Regions from separate parts of the Ovis aries genome. Here region 2 is linked to region 1. The links are chromatin contacts, called in public Hi-C maps. All regions are on one chromosome and are shown on one strand. Each heading gives the region's core, a stretch centred on a gene start, on an enhancer-like site or on the middle of the called end of the contact. The rest is flanking DNA. Distances are from core to core; before and after follow the strand shown. Region 1 has its middle 14 kb from the start of CLIC5. Region 2 has its middle 16 kb from the start of ENPP5.

The links. A called contact is a pair of places that touch in the nucleus more often than the background predicts.
Region 2: a Hi-C map of tail adipose tissue shows a contact between it and region 1, with 6 times the contacts expected there. The contact joins two enhancer-like sites. A contact is called at or near these places in 10 of 16 Hi-C or Micro-C datasets (blood, hypothalamus, liver and 5 more).

The regions. Positions count from the first base shown.
Region 1 is chr20:19,317,464-19,321,706 of ARS-UI_Ramb_v3.0, forward strand. No RefSeq gene overlaps it. Among named protein-coding and RNA genes, the nearest start is that of CLIC5, 14 kb to the left of the region's middle. Within about 2 kb of position 2,253, at least 25 of the 54 cell types and tissues checked have an H3K27ac peak or open chromatin away from gene starts, as enhancers often do.
Region 2 is chr20:19,377,719-19,381,961 of ARS-UI_Ramb_v3.0, forward strand. No RefSeq gene overlaps it. Among named protein-coding and RNA genes, the nearest start is that of ENPP5, 16 kb to the left of the region's middle. Within about 2 kb of position 1,788, at least 7 of the 54 cell types and tissues checked have an H3K27ac peak or open chromatin away from gene starts, as enhancers often do.

The DNA of each region.
Region 1 (4,243 bases), core at 1,003-3,502:
ATTCCTTTTATTAATATATGATGTTGCAGAGGGCAAAGCAATCTATAACTTTTTAAAAGTTGAACAATGGTTGCCTGGGGATGGGGGAGACAGGAAAGGTTACCAGGCAATTTTTCCAGAGGAACGGAACATTGTATGTTGTGACAGGACTCTAAACGACAGAGGTGTGTGTATCTGTCAAAGCTCAGAACCGCATACTTGGGATCTGTACATTTTCGTCTTTGTAGTTTTTATTTGAAAAGGAAAACAACCCTAAACAAATTCTGTACTACCATTATGGACATGCTGCTGCTAAAATTTTCTAAGTGAACTGTGCTAATGACAACTGACACTGAAATGCACCCAAAAAATAAGATGAGCTGATGGATGAACAGACGGCTAGATGTGAGGGTAAAGCCAGTGCGGAGATGTCTACAGCTGACTCTTGAACAGTCCCAGCGTTAGGGACGCCAACCTTCCGCGCAGTCAAAAATCCGATTATAATCCGATTATTCATGGGTTCAGTCAACTGCAGACAGTGTAGTACCATAGTGCTATTTTCTGAAAAGGAGTCTGTGTATAAGCAGATCCATGTAGATCAAAGCTGCACTGCTGAAGGATGACTATACCACAGAATCAAGACAATGGGCATATGGGTGTTTTTAAGTTTTCTGAATGCTTGAAACTTTTCATGAAAAAATGTTTAAAAGAAAACAACCAACAACAGTGAGGAGAAATGTCTGCTTCTATCTGTACCCCTGACCCCAGCTCAGAGTCGATGCTTCTAACATCCACTTAGGCCCTGACAGCACTGCGCAGCTTACCACCTGTGTAGAGAGAAAAAACTCAGGTGTGTGCTCAGACGGACAGAAGGCATCATGGCAAAGGCCTAGAAATATCAGTCTACATGGGACCTTCAGTCACGTACAGAGGCTCTAAGCCTCCTGAGAAACAAAGTCTAACAAGAGACTGAAGCTGCCAGGGCAACCAGAGTGGCTGGGAAAACCGGAAAGGAAAAATCTGAGACCTGAATTTCATCATTCCAGGCCATGCATGATTAACAAGTACCCTAATGAAATGTCTCGGTGGTTAAGATCCAACATATGCTGACACGGTTTACTTAGAAATGTTTGTGATTCCGTGTATAAATGTCCCTTTAGTACTTTTTGTTCATTTAAGCCATAATCTTTCCTCTGAGTTAATCTGAAATGGTAACCTTCTTTGTTCATTGATTTCGGGTGATATCACTCATTGTCTTTGTTCATTGCTATTAGTGATGTCATTCATTGCTGGACCATCCAGTGGGGTGTAGGCACCTCTTCTTATTGACTGCAACACTGGTCCTCAAAGCTGGCTGCCTCCTAGGATCACCTGGGGAGCTTTTAAAGCCATAGGGATGCCGGTTTCCCCTAGGATAGTTGGATCCAAATAGGATGATGGGTAGGAGGGTGGCCTAGACATCTGTACTTTTTATTAATTATTTATTGATTTTGGCTGTACTGTGTGTCTTACGGGGCCTTAGTACTCTGACCAGGGATCGAACCTAAGCCTCCTGCAGTGGAAGTGCAAGTCTTAACCATTGGCCCGCCAGGGAAATCCCTCATCTGTACTTTTTTAAAGCACTCCTAGTGAGTTTAATATGGGTCACATAACTAGATCATAAGTTTTCAAAGTTAAAAAGCCTTCAAAGGGACTGCAAAGAAAATGTAATTTTACTTGAAAAAATGTTTTTGGGCAAAGGTTTTTAAGGTTTGTGGGTATGTTCTTCTCCCACCACTTAGAGACATATATCAAAGTGTGATAGGTTGATCAGTTCACATTAAAACAGAATAAACTTCAGCTTCAGGTTTCCAGAATTAATAAGATTTCATTGGCAGAAACTATTTTAATTTTATGGAAACTGCCATCTAGGAGAACGCTACCAGTGGATTATCTTAAAGGTGGGCTACGTGTGGGTTTAGAGCAGATGCCAAAACGCATGCTTGCAAAATATTCACATGTGAGATTTCAAATGCAGTATGGGAGGAGTCATTATGGTAAAAAAGAAACAATTAGAACAATATTAGCCTTCGTTACAGTTCTTCTATCTGCTAGAGGCTGGGAGAATCCATGGCCTCTGTCAGGATTATGGACGAGGAGGCTGCTCCCAGCCTGGCTGAGCTGGTGGAAGGCACTGCTGCATGGGGGATGGATGAGCCTGCTCCCCGCCTCCACCCTCCCTCAGTCCCCAGCCAGGAGTCAGCACCAGACAACGAGAAAGTCCAAGTGCCAGGAGAGGGGGGCGGAGGGAGCTTGTGCCTGGCCCAGAAGGTTTTACGCTGTGAACTAGATGGAGAACAATGTGCTAACTGTTCTTTGTTTGCTGAGCAGGGCTGGGTGCCAGCGTGGAGCCGGCCCTGAGAAGCTTCCAGAGCCTGGTGACCAGGTGTGGGGAACTAGCACTGGCTGCCTGAGGCTCGGGGAGTGGGGGGTGCAGGGTCTGTCACAGGGGAGGTAGACAGGCATTCTGTGGAACTGACAGATTTCAGAGTTTCTCTTATTAGAGGAAGAGACAGAAAATGGTTAAAAAGTCAGGCCAGTAACAGTCAAGCCAGAACACTGAGCTCCAGGAAGAAGGTGGAGAGTCTATCCCGCTGAACTAAATGGGCACTCACTCCCCTAGAGCTGGGGTCTTGTCCAAACGTCAATTCTTGGCCTTCAGGGTGTCCAACTGACAGCAAGTAGATCGAGCAGAAAAATGACCAGACCCAGTTCTCCAAGCTCTCCCTCCCGGACACTGGAATAACCCCTTCAACTGCAGGGCAGCAGCCCCAGGGTTGTGAATAAGAGACAGCGAACAGGACTTCCCTGAAGGTCCAGTGTTTAGGATTCCACGTTCCCAATGCAGGGAATGCAGGTTCAATCCCCAACTGGGGAACTAAGATCTCACATGCAATGCAGCAAAAGAAAAAAACCTTTTTTTAATTAAAAAGAGAGAGAGTGAATGAGGCCACCTCCCTCGGAAGCTGGACTTTCTGGGAAGCAGAACAGAGGCTTTGCTCCAATATCCCTGCACACTGAAAGGGTGAAGACTGTACAGCTATCATCTTGCTTTTGGTCTTTCTGATGTATCGACACAGGAAAAAAATTGAAACATATACAAAAGAAAACAAACACACACACACACAAAACTGTCACGAGTGATTGTTTCTGGGTGGTACGATTATGGAAGAATTGTACTCTTTTTTCTACATTTCTAGAACACCTTACTTACTTTATGTGTGTACATATGTGTGTGTGCATTTATTTATTTATACAAAGACCATGCACACCTAAAACTCAGGAAAACCATGAAGTTAATTCTACAGTAAAATCAGTGTAAAAATTGCAAATATATTTACAAGAGCCAAGATGGGAAAATAAAGTGTCCATTGACAGATGAATGGATAAAAATGTGGTGTATATACTCAATGGAATATTACTCAGCCATAAAAAGAATGAAATAATGCTATTTGCAGCACCATGGATGGACCTAGAGATTGTCACACTCAGTAAAGTGAGACAGAGAAAAACAAATATCACATGATATCACTTAGTGCAATCTAAAAAGGTGATACAAAGGAACTTATTTACAAAACAGAAACAGGCACAGAAAACAAACTTAAGGTTAGCAGGGGAGGGTTAAGTTAGCAGTTTGGGATTAACAAATACACACTGCTGCTGCTGCTGCTGCTGCTGCTGCTGCTAAGTCGCTTCAGTCGTGTCCGACTCTGTGCAACTACGTAAATAAACAACAAAGACCTACTATATAGCACAGGGAACTATACTCAATATTTTATTATAACCTATAAGGAAAAAGAATCTGAAAAATATATATGTATGTATATATATATATATAATATATATATTATGTGTTGTATGCTGCTGCTGCTGCTAATTCGCTTCAGTCGTGTCCGACTCTGTGAGACCCGAGACGGCAGCCCACCAGGCTCCCCCGTCCCTGGGATTCTCCAGGCAAGAACACTGGAGTAGGTTGCCATTTCCTTCTCCAATGCATGAAAGCGAAAAGTGAAAGTGAAGTCGCTCAGTCGTGTCCGACTCTTCGCGATCCCATGGACTGCAGCCTACCAGGCTCCTCCGTCCATGGCATTTTCCAGCCAAGAGTACTGGAGTGGGGTGCCATTGCCTTCTCCGAACGTGTTGTATACCTGGAACTAAAAAAGCACTGTAAATCAACTATATTTCAATAACAACTTGCAGATGTATGCTTTTGTTCAGGCATTTA
Region 2 (4,243 bases), core at 538-3,037, 60 kb after region 1:
GATATTTATTGAGATATTACTACGTGCTTGTAGCTCAAGTCGGTAAAGAATCTGCCTGCAATGCAGGAGACCTGGGTTCAATTCTTAGGTCAGGAAGATCCCCTGGAGAAGGAAATGGCAACCCACTCCAGGATTCTTGCCTGGAGAATCCCAAGAACAGAGGAGCCTGGCAGGCTATAGTCCATGGGGTCACAAAAGTCAGACACGACTTAGTGACTAAACCGCCACCACCACGTGCTAGGTGATGCCTAGCTTCTTACAGGTACTTGCTTGTTTCGCCCTCACGAGGAAGCTGTGTGGCAGATCTTATTGTTACTTACTTCTGTAAAAGAGAAAATGAACTCAACCCAGGAAAGATCGTGCCCAAAGTCACAGGAGCCCTGCAGCTGGGATCCACCCAAGGGTCTGTCCAGCCTGTGTGCTCTGAACCACCCACTGTCTTATATTGTCAGACCCTGTTTGTAGCTTGACCTCCTCCACTCGTCTGAGTCTCTGTGAGTAGGGACCAGCGTGTCCCCAACACCCACCCACCGCACAGCACTCAGTTCAGTGTTTCTTAAGTGAGTAAACCAGAAACAGTTAGATGAAGAGCTTCCCGGCTCCAAAGAGGGACATTGTGTAAACCACACACAAGTTTCCCACACAGGAGAGGTTGCCATGCCAGTTGCAAGAATGTCCAGGACCTCACTGGACTCAGAAGTCAGAATAGTTTGTTAGAAAAACTTCAGAAATAATACTGAATGTGTGTCTGCATGTTTCCCTGTTTTAAGGAATCTCTTTAAAATTAATTCAAAGGACCCGAGAGAGAGGACTCAAACAGATGGCACATTCTTTCTCAAAAGAAATAACATGACAGGCCTTCAGGATTAAATCACTTCACCTCCTAATGGTCACATACATGTGCGTGCGTGCTCAGTCGTGTCTGACTCTGCAAACCCATGGACTGTGGCCCACCAGGCTCCTCTGCCCATACAATTTTCCAGGCAAGAATACTGGAGTGGGTTGCCATTTCCTTCTCCAGGGGATCTTCCCAACCAGGGGACCTAACTGGTGTCTTCCGCATTGTTAGGCGGATTCTTGACCACTGAGCCACCAGGGAAGCCCGGAAGTTTTACAGGTAAATGTTGTTTAATAAAATGCCACAAGGAGTTGTAATTTCTTCCCTCCCAGAAGTGAAATGTGTTCTCACATATCAGCACCGCAGCCCTTTAAGGGATGCTGAGACGAAAACTAGCACTTGAAGCCAGGCCTGTCACCCAGTTCTTTGTCACAAGCTTGGTCTCCTCTCTCTTCTCCAAGCCTCTACCTGCTGCCTTCTGCCCTTGACAAGCCCAAGGAAAGAATATTAGCCTTGGCATTACAATTGACTCGAGTCTTGGTTCTGACACTTCCTAGATAAGGAACGTTAAGTTAATCTCTATTGCTCTGGTTGGTGTCTTTATCTGTACAGTGGGTAAGGTTCCATGATCTTTTTCTCAGAGTGCTGTTGCAGAGTTACATAATAAAGGAATCTATTATATTTTGAAGAATGATTTTCCTGTTTCCCTCCGTTGGGGTTTTTGAAAGTGGCTGCTGGACAGTGTTTTCCAGGCGGCTATCTGAGGGCCTTTGTGAGATTCTGTGTTTCTTTCTGGGCTGTTCTATTTTGGGAGTCACTCCCCCTCCCAGCCGCTATCAGCACCGCTGGGGAGGCACAGAACCACTCGTGGGGGCATTAATCCAGGGAAGGTCACACTGGGTTCCCTCCCGTCCCCAGCACTCGGCAGTCCCCAAACTAAGGGAAATGTGGTTGGTGGCCTTGAGGGATGAAAGGAAACAACCCCGGAGTGTGTGTGGAAGGGTCAGTGGAGAAGCAGGGAGGCGCAGTCCAGCAGCGTTTGCCGGGAAGATTTTGACCCCGTTGGTGGTGTGTGAACCATAGCAGTGCATGCGCATTCGGGGTTTGTTTTGTTTTAAGCCCATGATCTCTGGGTAACTTCTCCATCATTAACCTGATTCTGGAGCTAAATGCTCTTGCTTGGGCAACGTTGATTTTGCTGTAGGTAGGAACTTTTCTCTAACCCTGTCCCTACTTTGTGACCTATGTCATTCAGCATGGACTAAGGCTCTATTCGATTTTTGTGTTGTTTTTTTTTTTTTTAATAATTTTTTCTTGGAGTATAAAACAAGAAAAAAAAAAGGCATGTTTAGTCATGTCTAACTCTTTGCGACCCCATGGACTGTGGCCCACCATGCTCCTTTGCCCATAGAATTTTTCAAGCAAGAAAAATGGAGTGGGTTGCCATTCCCTCTTCCAGGGGATCTTCTCAATCCAGGGATCAAACCCACATTTCTTGTGTCTCCTGCATTGGCAGATGGGTTCTTTACCACTAGGACCACCTGGAAAGCCCTCTTGGAGTATAGTTGATTTATACTATTTTAGTTTCAGGTGTACTGAACATGAATCTGTTACACACACACACACACAGACACAGACACACACACACACATGTCCATATCTACTCCTTTTTGGATTCTTTTTCATATAGGCCATTAGGGAGTGTTGAGTAGAGTTCCCTGTGCTATGCAGTAGGTTCTTATTAGTTACTCATTTTTTATACAGTAGTGTGTATATGTCAATCCCCATCTTCCAATTTATCCCTCCTCCCCCTTAGTTCCTGGTCACCATAAGTTTATTTTCTACATCTGTAACTCCATTACTGTTTTGTAGATAAGTTCATTATTCAGTATGACAACCTTAGTTTAATTTATTAAAAATGAGATTCTACAACCTCTGTGAGTGTCTGACTCTAAACGTGACATTCTGTTTGAATGTGAGATGTTAGAGCAGGAGGAAATGGGCCAGTGGGGTCTTTGTTTCTGAAGAGATGGGCAAAAAGCTCTGAGGACAGCTGGAATTATGAAAATGATTTTTCTGATTTTATATGATTTCCTGATTTTCCTGTTTTTCTCAACAGAAGTTAAAGAACTTATTTACATTATCACTCTTTTCTCATGGTTAAGACTTAGAATCTTGACAAAGCTTTCTACATTGTGGTTTCTCAGGAAATATGGAGAAAATTGTTTCTTCTGTGGAAGATAATGATAAAAGGTGTTTGCAGTCATATACAGGCATTTCCCAAAGTCACACAGTATCTAACCAGGACTTGGGAAGGAGTCATTTCTCCTCAAGCAAAGACTCTTTCAATGAATAAAGAAGATGTATATAGCTACAACGGACTATTTGGTTGTTGCTGTTTTTCAGACACTAAGTCATGCCCGACTCTTTTGTAACCCCACGGACTGTAACATTCCAGGCTCCTGTATCCATGGGATTTCCCAGACAAGAATACTGGAGTGGGTTGCCCTTTCCTTCCCCAGGGGATCTTCCTGACCCAGGGATCAAACTTGCATCTCCTGCATTGGCAGGGAGATTCTTTACCACTGGGCCACCTGGGAAGCCCACAATGGACTATTCAGTTCAGTTCAGTTCAGTCGCTCAGTCGTGTCCAACTCTACGACCCCATGAACCGCAGCACACCAGGCCTCCCCGTCCATCACCAACTCCCAAAGTTCACTCAAACTCATGTCCATCGAGTCGGTGATGCCATCCAGCCACCTCATCCTCTGTCCTCCCCTTTTCCTCCTGCTCCTTATCCTTCCCAGCATCAGAGTCTTTTTCAATGAGTCAACTCTTCGCATGAGGTGGCCAAAGTCCTGGAGTTTCAGCTTTAGCATCATTCCTTCCAAAGAACACCCAGGGACGATCTCCTTTAGAATGGACTGGTTGGATCTCCTTGCAGTCCAAGGGACTCTCAGGAGTCTTCTCCAACACCACAGTTCAAAAGCTTCAATTCTTCAGCACTCAGCTTTCTTCACAGTCCAACTCTCACATCCATACATGACCGCTGGAAAGACCATAGCCTTGACTAGATGGACCTTTATTGGCAAAGTAATGTCTCTGCTTTTTAATATGCTATCTAGGTTGGTCATAACTTTTCTTCCAAGGAGTAAGCGTCTTTTAATTTCATGGTTGCTGTCGCCATCTGCAGTGATTTTGGAGCCCCCCCAAAATAAAGTCTGACACTATTTCCACTGTTTCCCCATCTATTTGCCATGAAGTGATGGGACCAGATGCTATGATCTTCGTTTTCTGAATGTTAAGCTTTAAGTGAACTTTTTCACTCTCTTCTTTCACTTTCATCAAGAGGCTTTTTAGTTCCTCTTCATTTTCTGCCATAAGGGTGGTGTCATCTGCATATCT